Regions from separate parts of the Mus musculus genome. Here all the other regions are linked to region 1. Evidence: chromatin contacts called from public Hi-C and HiChIP or PLAC-seq data. All regions are on one chromosome and are shown on one strand. Each heading gives the region's core, a stretch centred on a gene start, on an enhancer-like site or on the middle of the called end of the contact. The rest is flanking DNA. Distances are from core to core; before and after follow the strand shown. Region 1 holds the start of Pdzd8 (PDZ domain containing 8). Region 2 overlaps Slc18a2 (solute carrier family 18 (vesicular monoamine), member 2). Region 3 has its middle 4.0 kb from the start of Gm33756.

What was found. Hi-C and Micro-C count contacts between places; a contact is called where the count stands out from the background. HiChIP or PLAC-seq counts read pairs in DNA pulled down with a chosen protein or histone mark.
Region 2: an HNF4G HiChIP or PLAC-seq map of pancreatic cancer cells shows a contact between it and region 1. The contact joins the enhancer-like site here to the promoter of Pdzd8 in region 1. A contact is called at or near these places in 3 of 484 Hi-C or Micro-C datasets (CD4 T cells, the N1E-115 cell line and nephron progenitors), 5 of 115 datasets of contacts at active chromatin or transcription factors (the SCID.adh cell line, embryonic fibroblasts, embryonic stem cells and 1 more) and 3 of 9 other capture datasets (adipose tissue, liver and pancreatic islet).
Region 3: a contact with region 1 is called in a Hi-C map of the 63-12 cell line, with 1.8 times the contacts expected there. The contact joins the enhancer-like site here to the promoter of Pdzd8 in region 1. A contact is called at or near these places in 1 of 15 datasets of contacts at CTCF or cohesin (CD8 T cells), 18 of 484 Hi-C or Micro-C datasets (the 63-12 cell line, CD4 T cells, CD8 T cells and 15 more), 10 of 115 datasets of contacts at active chromatin or transcription factors (CD8 T cells, the HPC-7 cell line, the SCID.adh cell line and 5 more) and 3 of 9 other capture datasets (adipose tissue, liver and pancreatic islet).

Annotation. Positions count from the first base shown.
Region 1 is chr19:59,343,430-59,348,254 of GRCm38.p6, forward strand. It overlaps Pdzd8 (PDZ domain containing 8), which reads right to left and starts at 2,351. Exons shown (of 5, transcript NM_001033222.3): 1 at 1,290-2,351. The coding sequence starts at 2,158.
Region 2 is chr19:59,287,312-59,292,136 of GRCm38.p6, forward strand. Slc18a2 (solute carrier family 18 (vesicular monoamine), member 2) reads left to right here. Exons shown (of 16, transcript NM_172523.3): 15 at 1-124. Among named protein-coding and RNA genes, the nearest start is that of Slc18a2, 29 kb to the left of the region's middle. Within about 2 kb of position 2,645, at least 30 of the 459 cell types and tissues checked have an H3K27ac peak or open chromatin away from gene starts, as enhancers often do. A contact at or near this core is called in the N1E-115 cell line and pancreatic cancer cells, where this site is marked.
Region 3 is chr19:59,383,067-59,387,891 of GRCm38.p6, forward strand. No RefSeq gene overlaps it. Among named protein-coding and RNA genes, the nearest start is that of Gm33756, 4.0 kb to the right of the region's middle. Within about 2 kb of position 2,730, at least 3 of the 459 cell types and tissues checked have an H3K27ac peak or open chromatin away from gene starts, as enhancers often do. A contact at or near this core is called in the 63-12 cell line and erythroblasts, where this site is marked.

The DNA of each region.
Region 1 (4,825 bases), core at 1,101-3,600:
ATTATCAAACTTTGTAACAACTTTTGTTTATGACTTTCTAAGCAACACACTGCTATAAATACATCACTGCTTAAAACCTACAACTCATAATGCAGCCATGTAAAAACAGGTTTCATAAACTACATCTCCTTTACAGAACCAGAAATCCTGCATAGCATATGACCAGTTCACCATCCCCTACAAATCCATGGAAATATGTGCTCCACACAACAGTTCTCTCACCACCCAAAGTTTAAACTGTTGTTTATTCTCAATAAAACATAACTAGTGAAGTACAAGCTCCACAAAGCAAAAATCCATCCCAAATCTACACTACTCCTGCATTATATTGTGCCACAGACTTTGGGGTCTTCAATCTCCACTAAAGAGCAGTAGTAATGTAAGGCAATACTAGACTCATATTTCAGATTAAACAACAAAACCTAAAATGTTCTATGTACTGAACACAAAGTTAAAGGAGGATAGAAAGAGAAGTTGAAGATTTGGTCGTTTTAAAAGAAACAGGAGCCTTTCTACTGCACCAAGCCTTCCAAGTCCCACCTATGAAACCTCTAATCCTCCAAATACTCATTTCCCCTTCCACTTCCAATTCATCAAAAGAAAACTCATGCATTAACTAATCAGAAGTGCATCACATAAAGCCAGATACAGAGGAACTTTAAAAAACTTCAAATCACTGTCTTTAAAATATTACCCACAAGGTGACTTGGAGTATTGGGTTAAGGAACAGCCACCGGGAGTAGACACCTGAGAAGTCTGGGTCTGTTTGTGGTGAGGAGCCTACTTCCCAAGGGCAGATGACAGTTACCCCAAATTCACAGAGAAGACCACCTGGCACCGGACTCAACTCCTCCAAATCACATCCCTCTACAACAACCCGTGCCTCTGCCCGGAGAGCTGCCAAGGCCCGTGCCACACAGAAACACCCGGGATGTGAGCACGCCCTTCAGGTCTGCAATGTGCCCAGGAACAACTTTTCCACGTGGTGCAGGAGATGCTGCAAAGGCAGACACAGCCGCTGCCTTCCGGTTGCAACAACCACACACAAGTGTGTCTCAACAGACCCAGGAGAGGCACTCACTGACTGGCCAGGGACAAGGCGCTCAGGCCTCCAGCTCCCTGTGCTGCCTTGGCAGCACGGGAAGTGCCCACTACCCGCCTTTCTTTGCTTGGGGGCCTCAGTCCAGGTGGAAGCAAACTGCAGGCCAGGGTCGTGCTGGGAATCTGCCTTGGCCCTTCCCTGGCTAACCTCCCCCGGGTAGCCTCGGCTCCCCTGACCCTCCTCTCACCTGATCTTGTAACTGGGCAGGGTGTGCTTGCGCTTGATGATCTTCTTGAGCTGGTTGACGATGATGGAGGTGAGCTGGGGCATGGGCCGCCCCTCGAACTGGGAGCGCACCTCGAAGTCAATCAGCGGGTCCTCCACGAAGGAGAAGAACCAGTGGGTGAAGGGCACGCGGGTGAGGACGAAGCGCAGCCTCCCCACCACGCGAGACAGCTTCACGAACAGGTAGGCGGACTTGCCAAACACCAGGTCCACGTCGATGGCCAGGTGGAAACCGCCGTTGTACTCCACCTCCGCTTCAAAGGCCAGCTCCTCCGGGCAGGTGGCGGGCAGCGCGTCCCCGTCGGGGTCGTCGGGCTCGCCGGTGCCCGAGGCCACCACGGGCCGCACCAGCCGGATGGTCTTGATGAAGGGCACCGTGTCGCCCAGGAACACGTCGCGCAGACTCAGCCCCTCCAGCAGGCGGCCGGCCGTCTTGGTCTGCAGCAGCTCCTCGAACTCCACCTTGATCTTCTTGGTGACCCAGCGGCGGGCGAGCGCGGTGTCCCGCAGCTCCCGGAACAGGAACAGGATGGTGGCGTTGAGGAAGTAGCAGGTCTCCAGCGTCGGCGGGGCCGGGCTGTCGGGGGTCGGGGTCGAGCTGGCGCCGGCCTCGGAGGAGCAAGCAGCGAGCTCCTCGGCGCCGCCGCCATAAAGGTACTCCCTGAGGGGCAGGCCCGGCACCGGCTTAAGGTAGCGGAAGCCGTCGCCCGCGCGGGCCGCTTCGTCCGCCCGCGGCTCGGGCTGTCTGCGGTAGAGTAGCAGGAACTGTGCGAGCAGCGTGAGGAACGAGCCCAGCACGGCCGACGCCAGGATCAGGAGCAGCAGCCCCATCCCGCCGCCCCCGCCGCAACCCTCGGCCTGCTCCCGCGCTCTCCGCGCCGCCCTCCTCCTCACGCCGTCGCCCCCGCCGCCTCCATCTTGAGGACATCGGTCGCGGATGAGCGGCTCCCTGGGCCCGAACCGAGCGTCCGCAGTCCGACGCTGCCTGGCGGCGCCTTAGCCCGCCGCGGCCCCGCGCCTCCTCAGACGCTCCCCCGGGGGCGGCCCGAGCGGCGGACCGGCGGCGGGCGAGGGCGGGAACGGCGCCTCCCCACAGAGCCTGCGCTCATTGGGCGAGCGGCGCGTGACGTCAGAGCGTGCGCGCCCCCGGCGCCGGGCGCCCCGGCGCGCTTGGACGCGGGTCCTTTCCCACCTCTCGGCGCGCTTCCAGCGCCGCTCCCCCCACGCCCCTGCATTCCTGCCGCCGGCGGCGCGGCGATCCGTGCGTCCGTCGTCTCCGGAGGGCGCGAGATAACGGAAGGAGACCTGGATAAGTCGGGCTGACGGGGCCCGGCGCGGCCGTCCGTTATTCCGCGCCCATCCCCCGCGGCGGCCGTGGGTCCTGCCGGATACCTCTGTGGCGACCGCCCAGCATCCCTCAGTGTGTTGCTGCCTCCCCTGCAGGGCAGCGCCGCAGAGAGCCTGAGCACAGGCGGTTGGGACACTGCCCGAGCCGGCCAGAGGACAGACTGCATCAGGGATTGCCATCGCTAGCCCGCACAGACCGGCAGACCTGCATCCGCAGAGAATGGGCCCCGAGAAGGGACCAAGCGGAACCGCGAGAAGGGGACTAACTTTCCTACCTTGGGGATTTCAATTTAAGTGAGAAAGAAGTTTATTTGAGGTCTGGGAGGAGTGGGTGAGCTGAGTGAATTTGCCAGCATATTGGAAGGTGTCTTAGCGACTCCATTCAGATTGTTCACGCCCCCCTCCTCCCTTCTTTCCTCTCTGAGGGCATTATCCGGAGTCCATCCCTCAGGCCATTACTTTTAGTGCCTACCAATTTCACAGAATAACCCGTGGTACCCGTGGCATAGTAAAGAAATTGCTTAGGGGTCACATCGTGGGATCCTAAGTCCTTGGTTTCTACTTGGCATAATAACACGGAGGATGCTGGAGGTTTTTTTTGGGGGGGGGGGTTGTTTGTTTGTTTGTTTTTCGAGACAGGGTTTCTCTGTGTAGCCCTGGCTGTCCTGGAATTCACTGTGTAGACCATGCTGGCCTCGAACTCAGAAATCCACCTGCCTCTGCCTCCCAAGTGCTGAGATTAAAGGCGTATGCCGCCACCGCTCAGCTTAGCTTTTTGGTTTTGAAAATAAAAAATAATAAAAATTTAAAAAGCCGATCAGGGATCAGGTCCCAGTTGCTCCATAAAGGAGAGTTGGAGATGCAGAGACTGGGAAAAGTGGAAGATTTTGCAGAGGGTACCAATAGAGCCAGAAGCCTTTGTGTTCCCTGGCAACGGTGTTTCCTCTGGTGCTTTCTGACTACTCAGTTGTTACATCACAGTTTTTATCTGTCCTCACCGACACAACTTGTCTAGTCCTAGGGAGGTCAGGTATTCCGCTACTAAAACCCTCGTGGATTCAGGCTGGCTCTTGAGACATCAGTACAGGGATCCTTTCTAGTCTTGACTGGGTGATTGGAGCCTTAAACCAGAGTTCTGACCCAGCTGAGCCAAGTATAGAACTTTGGAAGCAAATTGATAATGTAATGAAATCTTATCAACCAGATTGACTGAGAAACACCTAGGGAGGCCTAAATGTGTGTCTGGGAGTGTCTTTGAGGGCATTTGCCCAAATGATTTAGGGCCTGAGGACTGGCTTAAGGAATGGATGTTTTATGGGTTCATAATATGATGATGGCATTATTGGAAGGTTGTGAAAGCAGGGAGGGAGGACCTGGCTGGAAGAAGCGGGTCAGTAGGGCAGTGTCCTTGGGGATAGGTCCCAGCCTCTTCCTACACTCTTCTGGATTTCTGTTGGTTGGGAGGGATTGAGCTTACCTCTGCTTTGCCACGCCCTCCCTGACTTGATGGATTGACACCTCTGAAACCATAAGCTAAAAATCAATCCTCCTTTTAGTTTGCTTATATCTGGTCTTTGTCACAAACTTAGAAAAATAATACAGTAGCAAAACTCAGGGCAAAGCAGAAACAAGTTTAGAATGTGTGGTAAGAAATGATACATTGAATCATTTTGTGAACTGTGAAGATAAAATCCAACATACACCTATAACAAATGAGCAGAACAGAGTCCCTGCCCTCGGGTATGCCAGGCCCAGGCAGACAGTCACACAGGTAACTAGAGATAAGAAAGACACTGCTCTAGCAGAGGCATACTGGAGATGCTACAGTAACAGAGTCTTCTAGTTCAGGGGCAGAGAGCAGAAACTGCCTGTGGCTAACATCACTGCCATGTGATTCCTGGTAATGACAGTGGACTATCTCTCTGATCTCAGCTGCAAGATGTTCCTTTCAGGCTTGCATAGAACCCTAGGCTGAGAGGATTATTTCTGCCTCATCTACCATTGTACTTACCTTGCTATCTTGTCAACTGTACACGTCTGCTCTTAGTTTCTATGCCTCCCCCTCCTCCAACCCCTGGACTCAGACAAAGAGCTTAGACAGCATCAGCTCTGGACCCAAATCTACAGAGCCCTACATCTGTGGCCCTCTAG
Region 2 (4,825 bases), core at 1,395-3,894, 56 kb before region 1:
TGGTGGTGCTATTGCAAAGGCAATTGGCTTTCCTTGGCTCATGACAATTATTGGGATAATTGATATTGTTTTTGCTCCACTCTGCTTTTTTCTTCGAAGTCCACCTGCTAAGGAAGAAAAAATGGTAAGAAAGCCTCTATTTTTTTTTCAATCATTTCTCCATGGCCATCTGGATAGTTTCTGCATAGTTCAATTCTAAAATAATTTCTGCTCTTCAATAGAAACCTCTAAACAGAAGCAGCAATATCTCCTTCTTAGTTACTGACACAAGACAGTAACCTCTTTTATTATTGTTACTTACTCAGCCATTTCTTTCAAGCCTCATGTTTATAAATTTGAAGAATAAAACTAGTCTTGTACATATTGTATAAATCTCGGCAATCAAAGAGAACCCTAGAACAATTCAATCTAATTGTCTATGGTCCTGGAAGGTTGTCCTGACTCCCACAATATGGTGCCAGTGACTTCTAGCCTCACTTTATTCAGTGATAGTTGCTGTCTTGGTCCTACAGACATAAAATTCTAGAAATACTTTTAAGGGTCTTTATGAAAGATCATACTTACACCCTGGGGCATGCATGTGAGCAAATGGAACTATTTATTTTCATGATTAGAAGCACAGTCATAGACAAGCTATAACGAATAAAGTGTTTTTTTTTTTTTTGAACAAGTTCAAATTGTTGGCTCTAAATTTGAAGTGAGAGCTGTATGAGACTTGTGCCCTTTCTACGGTGTTTACCTTATTCAACAAAAGAGCTCACTGCTGCTGCTCACAGTCTGTCCTGGTAGCAGTGCCCCAGACTAAAAGATCAGATGCTGATATTGTTCAGTTGAAAGGAAACAGTCTGGACTGGGGCTGAAGGAGAGCTCCTGGGACATGGTAGTCTTGTGTTCAGGGACAGATCTAAGAGCTTCTTTGTTACGTTCTTTTGGAATAGATCAGAAGTGATTTCTGTTGGGTTTTCCCTCTTCCGATAAATGGGGATTGTGTGTGCCAGGCAAAGCGCTCTACTATCATTTCATTTCTAGCCCTCTTTTTACCTTTAAAAATGTTTTCTTTTGAAACAAGTTCTCATTAAGTTGCCCAGGTTGACCTTGAATTTACTCTGTAAGAGACCAGACAGGCCTTGAAGTTAGGATCTTCCTCCTTCGGCCTCAGAAGCAGCTGGCATTACAGGCGTGTGCCACAAGCCCAGCACAATGGTGCTTTCTGAAATTGAACAGGTTTTGACACCTTTATCATTTTTTTTGAACTACTCTTTGGTGGGTTTCCCCTAGAGTGAATTTAAAAACAGAACCAAAATTTGGATTGTATAACTTATGTTTGTCTGAGGCTTTTCACATTCACCTATCCATTTACTGTAATTTAGAAACACATTCGTCTCTGGCCACTGACTTCGTGTGCTGAACTATACAAGATAATGACTAGAGACTTCAGGGTTTCTCATGGCTGGGCTCCTAGGAAAGGAGGCACCTGCCCTTCCTTCTCTGAATTCCTACTTCAGCCTGGTTGTGTGCATCACAGCTGCACTACTGTTTGGTTGACCTGAGTGCATATCCTTCAGAGGCAGATAGAAGACTCAGCACAGCACTGGAAAGCTGTTCTTCTGTGGCCGTATTATCAATAATTTGATTAAGGCTGAATGAAGGTTATTCACAAACCTTTTTGACTAAAGAAATTGAATTACCAGTAAATGTTTCTGTCACCCAGGAGATCATTATAAACTCTTAGGGATGGTGAAGGTCTGGCATGGGCCTGGGGCCAGCTACATTGTCTCCCCACAGAGGACTATGCAATTCTCAGTTTTCTTCATTGCACTGGGAAATGATAATACTGCACAATACTGTGAGAGATAAAAGAGAGTCCAGGCAGTCACCCAGTGAGTTAGTCACCTACACATCCTTCCTGCTTTATCTAAAATACTGGACTATTCTGTCTACCCAGCAGCTCTCAAGCATTTAAGGCAAGAGATTACTTTTGCTAACAAGTCTCTGCTGGGTGGGCATTGCTGATGTTAGTGGCTGTTGTGTTATCTATCTTCTGGTTGGCAGCATCAGGTAGTAGAGGAAATGAAAGAAGTCAGAGACTAGCTGAGAAGATAGATGGTGGAGAGGGGAAGCCATCTAGTCAGCTGCCACAGTGTTTTAAAAGATGAGATGATGGTAGAAAAACCAGTCTTTCTTCTTCATGTAAGCCATTGCTTTAGTTCATTAAAAACAAAACAAAAACAAATAAACAAAATAATGAAGGAAGTGGAGGAAATGACCCTGGAAGGCAAAGAATGACAGGTTTTCAGAAAGCCGCTTCACTATAAAATGTCACAATCCTTAAACAGTGCCTGTTGAGATAAATTAGTAAATCTTGAGATGTGCATTTCTCTGCCTATCATTGGATGCCCATAATTGGAGAAATGCCATTTAGCTGGCACAGTGGTAACATCGGAGGTGGCACTCAGCAGCTGATGCCTGTTTATTGTGCAAGCAGAACGGAGATGTGGGTGAAGCCGATAGTCTCTAATGATAAAGGTGCGTTTGGCAGGATGTGTGCCGTAAGGAAGGATCAGCACACACCCGGGAAACCCCACAACATGCAAGTGCTGAGGTGGGGCTTAATCAGCCCTCATACACAGGAGACATGAGGGACAGCAAAGAATTCTTTCATTGAGTCATTCCTGGTGACAGGGTTCTCATGCTGCTGTGTAAAGGAGAGTGGCCTATGTTTTCTGGAGTATGAGTCACAGCTGGTAGTGAACTGCTGGTGACCTGTGCAATAAGTCATGGCTGCCTGTGAACTGCGTGTGAGCACTACAGCTTTCCTTCCAGTCAGGTTTCTTTTTAAAATAATGTTACTGAGAGAGGCAAAGGAAACATTTTTAGTGGAAGGCATATCGACACTACCATTTGAGGAGCAATGCTCCCTAAAACAATGACATAGCTAGCACCCTGGCCTCTCAAAACTCCCAGGTGAGAACACAAGAATTCTAAGATAGGTTTTGCTTTTTAAAGGTTTAAATAATTAATTTTTTTTTAAAGCTAGGGCATGCCTTTTGGTCTTATTCTTTAAGTTTCTGTTGCCAAGGAAGGAAAGGAGGTGATCTGTGGATAGCAGACTCCTGTAAATGTGGCTATATAAAGTCCTTCTAGCTTAGACTCCAGTTCAGTGATAAGTCAATAGAAAAAAGTACTTGCCACAGGAGGATGCATGTTCAGATGCCCAGCACCCATGTAAAGGTCAAGCAGGTGTGGCTCTCCACCTATAATCTCAGCAAGGAAGGAAGAGACAGAGGATTCCTGCAGTAAGCTGGCTGGCTATACTAGCCAAATTGGTAAGCTCTGGATTCAAGGGAGACCCTTCCTCAATATATAAAGTATTGGTCAACCTCTGGCCTGCACATGTACACACACACACACACACACACACACACACACACACACACACACATACACGTGCATGTATACCACGTCATCACACATAAAATACAATACAAAGGACTCTTATTCTTGGGTGCCATGGACTGGGTAAAGATGGAGCAGCTATTAACAGATGTGTATGCATGAGGTGTACATTATAATCTACTTGTAGACACGTGTCCCTTTTCTGGGTAATTACATAGTGGGTTGCTGGGTTTGTTTTTTTTTTTTTTCTAGTTATGTTAAAAAGAGCAGAGCTTTTCTACTAGGACGCATGTCTTCTCACATTTGAGATTGTTGAGCCTACTAAGAGCATTTACTGTCTCACTAACCCAGCACTGAATTTTTTTTTTTTTTTCCTTTTCGATGTCATTTGATCTGGCGTTTTACTACCCTGGAGACCCCAGGTTTGTTCTGTGTATGGTGATGGGAACTAGGTATTTAGCAGGGGACTGGCTTTGACTTTGGTGCCAGTTGCTCCTCTATCCAGGCCTGCTCTACAGCCCTACATAGAGTGCTAGCATAAATTCCCTGCCTGCTACGTGGGCCATTGAATACTTCCATGCACGTGCCTTACCTGCTCAGTGCTGTGTGCCTCTCTTTTCAAGGCACACCATCTGACCTACTTAACCATTTATAACTTTTTTTTTTTTTGGTAAGTAAAACTACCACCCAGTAAAGCTTTTGGGAGATCCCTGCAAGGCAAAGTTTCTTTACCCATTATGCTATCTCCCTAATCCCCGTGTAGCTTTTAAAGACAGGGTCTCACTCTAGATTGCTGGACTCAAACTCTGAGACGTATCTGCCTTTCCATCCTGAGTGCTAACATGAAAGGTGTGCCCTATCACACACAACAATTCTCAGAACAGTTTTTATCTAGTCCACATTCTATGTCCAGTCCAGCAGTTAAGATTAGCTATAGAAGTGTAATAGTGGAAGAATGGAGAGATGCCCTTCAAAGTGGCCGTGCTGCCTGTGGGCCAAGTTCAGGTCAAGGATCATGCCTTTTCCTGGTTTTGGTGGTGCTTTCCAACTGCTGTCTCTATTGCCTCCTAACATGAACTCTGGTAGCTGTTAGTCTAGTGTGTTTTACCTACTGCTCTCCATAATCTATGATTTGCCTATTCAAACCTGTCTTCAAACTGTCCCATCTTTCAGGGTTCACCTAAAGCTCTCATTTTATCTGTAGACTTTTGCTAACCCTCAACCTCAACTGAGTCTTCCACCTGTGGCCCTGAGGGGACATGACCATACCTTTGGAGTATGTCAGCTGATGGCTGCTATAATCTTAATATATTGTAACTAAGGCAGTGTTTCTGGAAGTTGTTGATAGCACTGTTGCTGTGAAGGTAGTTACCTGGGATTTCATTTTTAATCAGCTCTACTCTACCCCCAGCCCATCTCCCCAGTGTTC
Region 3 (4,825 bases), core at 1,480-3,979, 40 kb after region 1:
AAAGAAGAAACATTAGGTAGTGACATCACAATGTATCCTTTTTCTTCTTTCTTCTCTAGACACAGCCAGTATTTTTGGCAGCTCTGCTTCAGTATTCCCATGCAGCGTAAGACTGAAAATCCTTTTGCAAGGTTCAAGAAGCACAAGGAGAGAGACCCCTCTTTAACTATCTCCATTTTTTTTTAGAGATGTAGGATAGCCTAGTGGTCAAAGCTACTGGAGCCAGAGTCTATGGCTTTGGGTCTCCGGTCTGCTATCATCTGGGGAGATTTAGGTCACTTCCTTAACCTCACACCTCTTGTGTACAACACAAAGTGGTATGGCCTCATGCTTTCACAGTAGAATTCTTGCCAAAGCCTGAGTGTGGGAGCTGAAGAGATGGCTCAGTATTTAAGAGTGTTTGTGGCACAGTAATGAGGATTGGAGTTCAGATCCCAGCATCCAGGCAACCACCTTGGGTGTCCCACAAATATGTGTGGGCAGAAATGCATCTCTAGCTCCAAGGGAATCTGCCTGTCTTTTGGCCTCTGTGTACTCCTCTACATACATGCATGTATTCATATAGTCACACTCAGAAAGACTGACACACACACACACACACACACACACACGCACACACACGCACACACACACACACACAAATAGATAAAAATCTCTTAAAAATTCTTAGTGTGGGTGGGTTACAGTACAGTCGGAGTGAAGTTTGCTAAGCAGATGGCATGGAGCCCAGTTCTAGTCAATAGTATGTTGGCCTTGCCTTACAGAGAAGGCAGTTGTATAGGTCACTCACATTGGAGCAAACTGGAAGGCTGACATCTGGAGAACTAATTGTCCACTTGTTCTATGTCACCTTCTGCCCCATTTCCTGGCACCTCAGTGAAGAGGGGTCCCCCATTTTTTTCAGGCATCACTGCATTTGACCCCAGTGTCACCCTTGTCATTGCTCCCACAATATACATAGACACACCCGGAAAATGCATAGTGACCTGTGACAAGGAGCACCCCTAAGGTGTTGTAACCCTGCATATTCCAAATCCAGAGGCTACTAGCCATCTTTGGTCTCCTCAACTCCTTCTAGTCTAATTTTTTCTTGCTTGAAGTCAGGGATGGAATTTCAGGATCGAGAAAGGGCAATACCTGGGATCACCCCGTGTCAGCTACAGAAAGCCAATGAATGTGTAAGGGTGTGTCTATCTCGTCCTTCTGTGAGTTTTTGTTTGTTTGGTTTTGTTGTTGTTGTTTTTTTTTTTTTTTTTTTTTTTTTTTTTAGAACTTTTGTTGAGCAGTTAATCTGTATTTACCAGGGGTGGGAAATGGTTCTGGTGAGTAAATTCCCTTCTGTTTGAACATCAAGATCTGACTTTGGATCCCTAACACTGATGCAAAAGCTGAGTGTAAAGCTGTGTGGTGGTGGCACACATCTTTAATCCCAGTACTCGAGATATAGAGGCTGCCTGATCTGAGTTCAAGGCCAGCCTGGTCTATAGAGCCAGTTCCCAGACAGCCAGGGCCACAAAAAGAAGTCCTGTCTCAAAACAAAACAAAACAACCAACCACCATCACCAACAACAGAAATCTAGGTGTGGTTCCCTAGTGCTGAGGGATCAGAAATAGAAGCCTCACCAAAGCCCAGTGGCTATGTAGTGTGGCTAATCAGTGAGTTCTGGGTTCAGGGAGAGGCTCTTCCTCCAAAAATGATAAGCTGATGAACAATAGCAAAGACATTTGTTATCAACCTCAATATGCATTTGCACACATGTGGGTAGTATTCATATGTGTGTGTGTGCGTTTGCACACGTGCGTGTGTATGTATGTGTATATATACATATATGTGTGTGTGCGTGTGTATGTATCCATGCAGATGTATGCACTATAATACACAGAGACAGACAGACACAGACTACAAGCACACACACACACACACACACATGAACCTGGGTACAGGCATACAACCATTTCCTAAATTCCCTTTACAGTTGGATATCAAACAGACTGGGAGGTAGGGAGGCCTGGGGGTGAGCGGTGAACTTGGAGGGGTGTGTGTGTGTGTGTGTGTGTGTGTGTGTGTGTGTGCATATGTGTGCATGGGTGTGTGGTGAGCATGGAGGCAAATGATAACCCACTTGCAACTGAACACATTTTATCTTGTCTCACCATGAAGTTGGAGTTTTCATGAGGAAACCATGTTGAGGTAGAGAGAGTCTCTCCTTTATGAGAGGCCATGTGACTACTCTTGCATGTGGCTAATTTCTTCTCAATTAACCCAGGATAGTAAAACAACCTGTCATAATCGATTCCAAAATCAGATTTTGGAGAAGGACAGTGTCTGACATTTCATCTTTCTTAGGTCTTCCACTTTATTTTCCCTAAGAGTGGAAGGAAGAAGCAGCCTGTGTATATATGAACATGTTTAAAGAAGTCGAAAACCTAGGCTTTGCAAGGATGGTTTAATAGTAGGAATTTAGGCAAAACTAGTGCACTAGGCACTTTTCTTATGTATGACGGAATATCTGACGGAACAACTTAAAGAGGAAAGGTTTGGCTTCACTCACAGCTTCAGAAGCCTCTGCTCACAGCTTCAGAAGTTTTGGGCAGGGCCGGTGTGGCCAAGGTTATGAAATCAGGAGCATGTGACTGGGGCTCCTTGCATCTTGGTGGCAAGCAAGGAGCAGAGAATGTAGTCCAGGACCAGAAAGAGGTACAGCCCTCAGTGCTCCGTCAACTTGTGAGCTACTTCTGCCAGCATGGACCCATCTCCCAAAGATTCTACAACCTCCCCCAAACAGTGCTACCATCTGAGGATAGAGTGTTCAGACACGCGAGCCTGTGCAGTACATTTCAAGCAACCAGTTGGTATCACAAGACTCTTGTCAACTTTGATCAATTAGTGGTAGAAGACTAGAGTGTTGTGTTGAGAAGGATTCTGTGAGCGAGTACAACATCAGAGAGGAAGAGCTGTAATTGATTAGTGATGTCTGTCACAGCCCTCTGTGTGGAAGGGGAGAGTGGCAAAGGCAACCATTCCTGTATAAATTAGACTAAGTTTTCTCTTCATAGTATTTGATAGTTGTGAAAGAAGTTTTAATGAGAATTTTTTTTTATTTAACCATTCTGCCAACTGGGTAGATGCAGTAGGCCTAATATTTTTTCCCGTTAGTAAACTTGTCTGTTATATGTTTAGAGGTACTATACCAGGCTGTGTGAGACTCCCCAGGGATATGACCATCAGTTTCTTTTCCATTCTTACATACTGCTCCTCATGTGAGAAGTGTTCTAGTCTCTCTTCCCTTCAATATGGTTATTCTTAGTGGCTTGCTTAGCCCACAGGATGCACCTGGCATGATACTCAGGAACTTCCAGAAGGTCTTCGCTGGCTTTCAGTTTCTGCCTACATCTCCTCGAAACCTTTGCATCCTAGGAAACAACCTCTCTGGAGAGATCATATGGAGAAGACTTGAGGCTGAAGGAAGGATGCAGCTGATTCCAGCCATGAATCTCTCCCACTGAGGTCCAGCTATATGAGGAACTGTCCTAGACCTTCCTGCCCAGGTCCTTTGCCAGCTGAAACCCCATGGGTCACTGACAAAAGATGGTGTGAAACATTTTGACTCACACAATCATCAGGAGAAAAACCTGCTGTTGGGAATGACTAAGTTTGGAAGGGTTTGCCATGTAGTAATGTTATGTTAAGTAACCAGAACACTGGGTTTTGGTAGGGTTAACTAAGACCTGCTTTTGATCCATGTAGGTCAACGTCTTTTGGGAGTGATGCACACATGAACCAACAAGCCAAAATGCGGTGAAACCAAACATGCCAGATTTAATGGTGACCCAAAGGGCAGGAGATGTCCCCACCTAATAAGGACAGGGAGGCAAACTAGCAGGGGCGAGTCTGTCTTTTGACTTCAATGACTTGGGGCCCATTATATGGGACATAAAAAAAAAGTCATTTCTTTTTAAAGGAACATTTAAAATAGGAGAGGCGGCAACCTTCACCTCAAGCCTACATTAGATTTGCTCCTTCTGGCCATACCTGATAGGTCTGGTTGTGGATAAGTACTCAAGTTGAGCCAATCAAGTTTTCCTCCAATTGAACTGAGATTTAGAGGCTGTATGCCATTGAGACTGAGTCATGATGGCAGGAGCCTTCTAGTGCTGGGCTTCTCAGCTTTGGACTCTGGCACTGTGGACATTAGGGTTTGTCCATTCTTTATTGGGATGAAAAGAGTGGCCTTGTATGCTTCGAAGAATGTTACTAGCATCTCTAAGGGCTCCACCCAGTGAACACTTGCAGCATCCTACCACAGGGTGTCAGTGTTCCCTGTCTGAGGGTGGGAAATCACCTCTAATTGAGAACTACTCCTCTAGAAAGACAGAATTCCTGGGCAACCCTCTCTTGTCCTCACTGAAAGGCCATAAACTCTTCTATCTGAAAGCTGACCTAGAACCTTCAGTAATCTGAGCCAGTATCTATATCTTGCAACCCAAAGCATCCTAGAGCACATGGTTCTGAAGGTTGGGATGGAGCTGGCTACACAGTTAGGGATAGGAAGTGTTTGTGGAGCAAAACTATGGGTGCAGGAAACAGCACCTCAGAAGCAACCGTGTGGCTAGAGTTTCACACAGAAGGTGGTGGTGGGCTTCAGACTGCAAAGACCAGCCACACCTTGCAGGCCACACTAAAATTGGCAGACCCAGGGGTTGTGCCCCTGGGAAGGAGGACGATGCTTTCCACAGGTCTCTGCTTCATAGATACAAACAAAGATTGGAAGGTGCTTTTTGAATTATGCTGGACCTCAGGTGAGGACAAAGTGGGGCCTTCCAC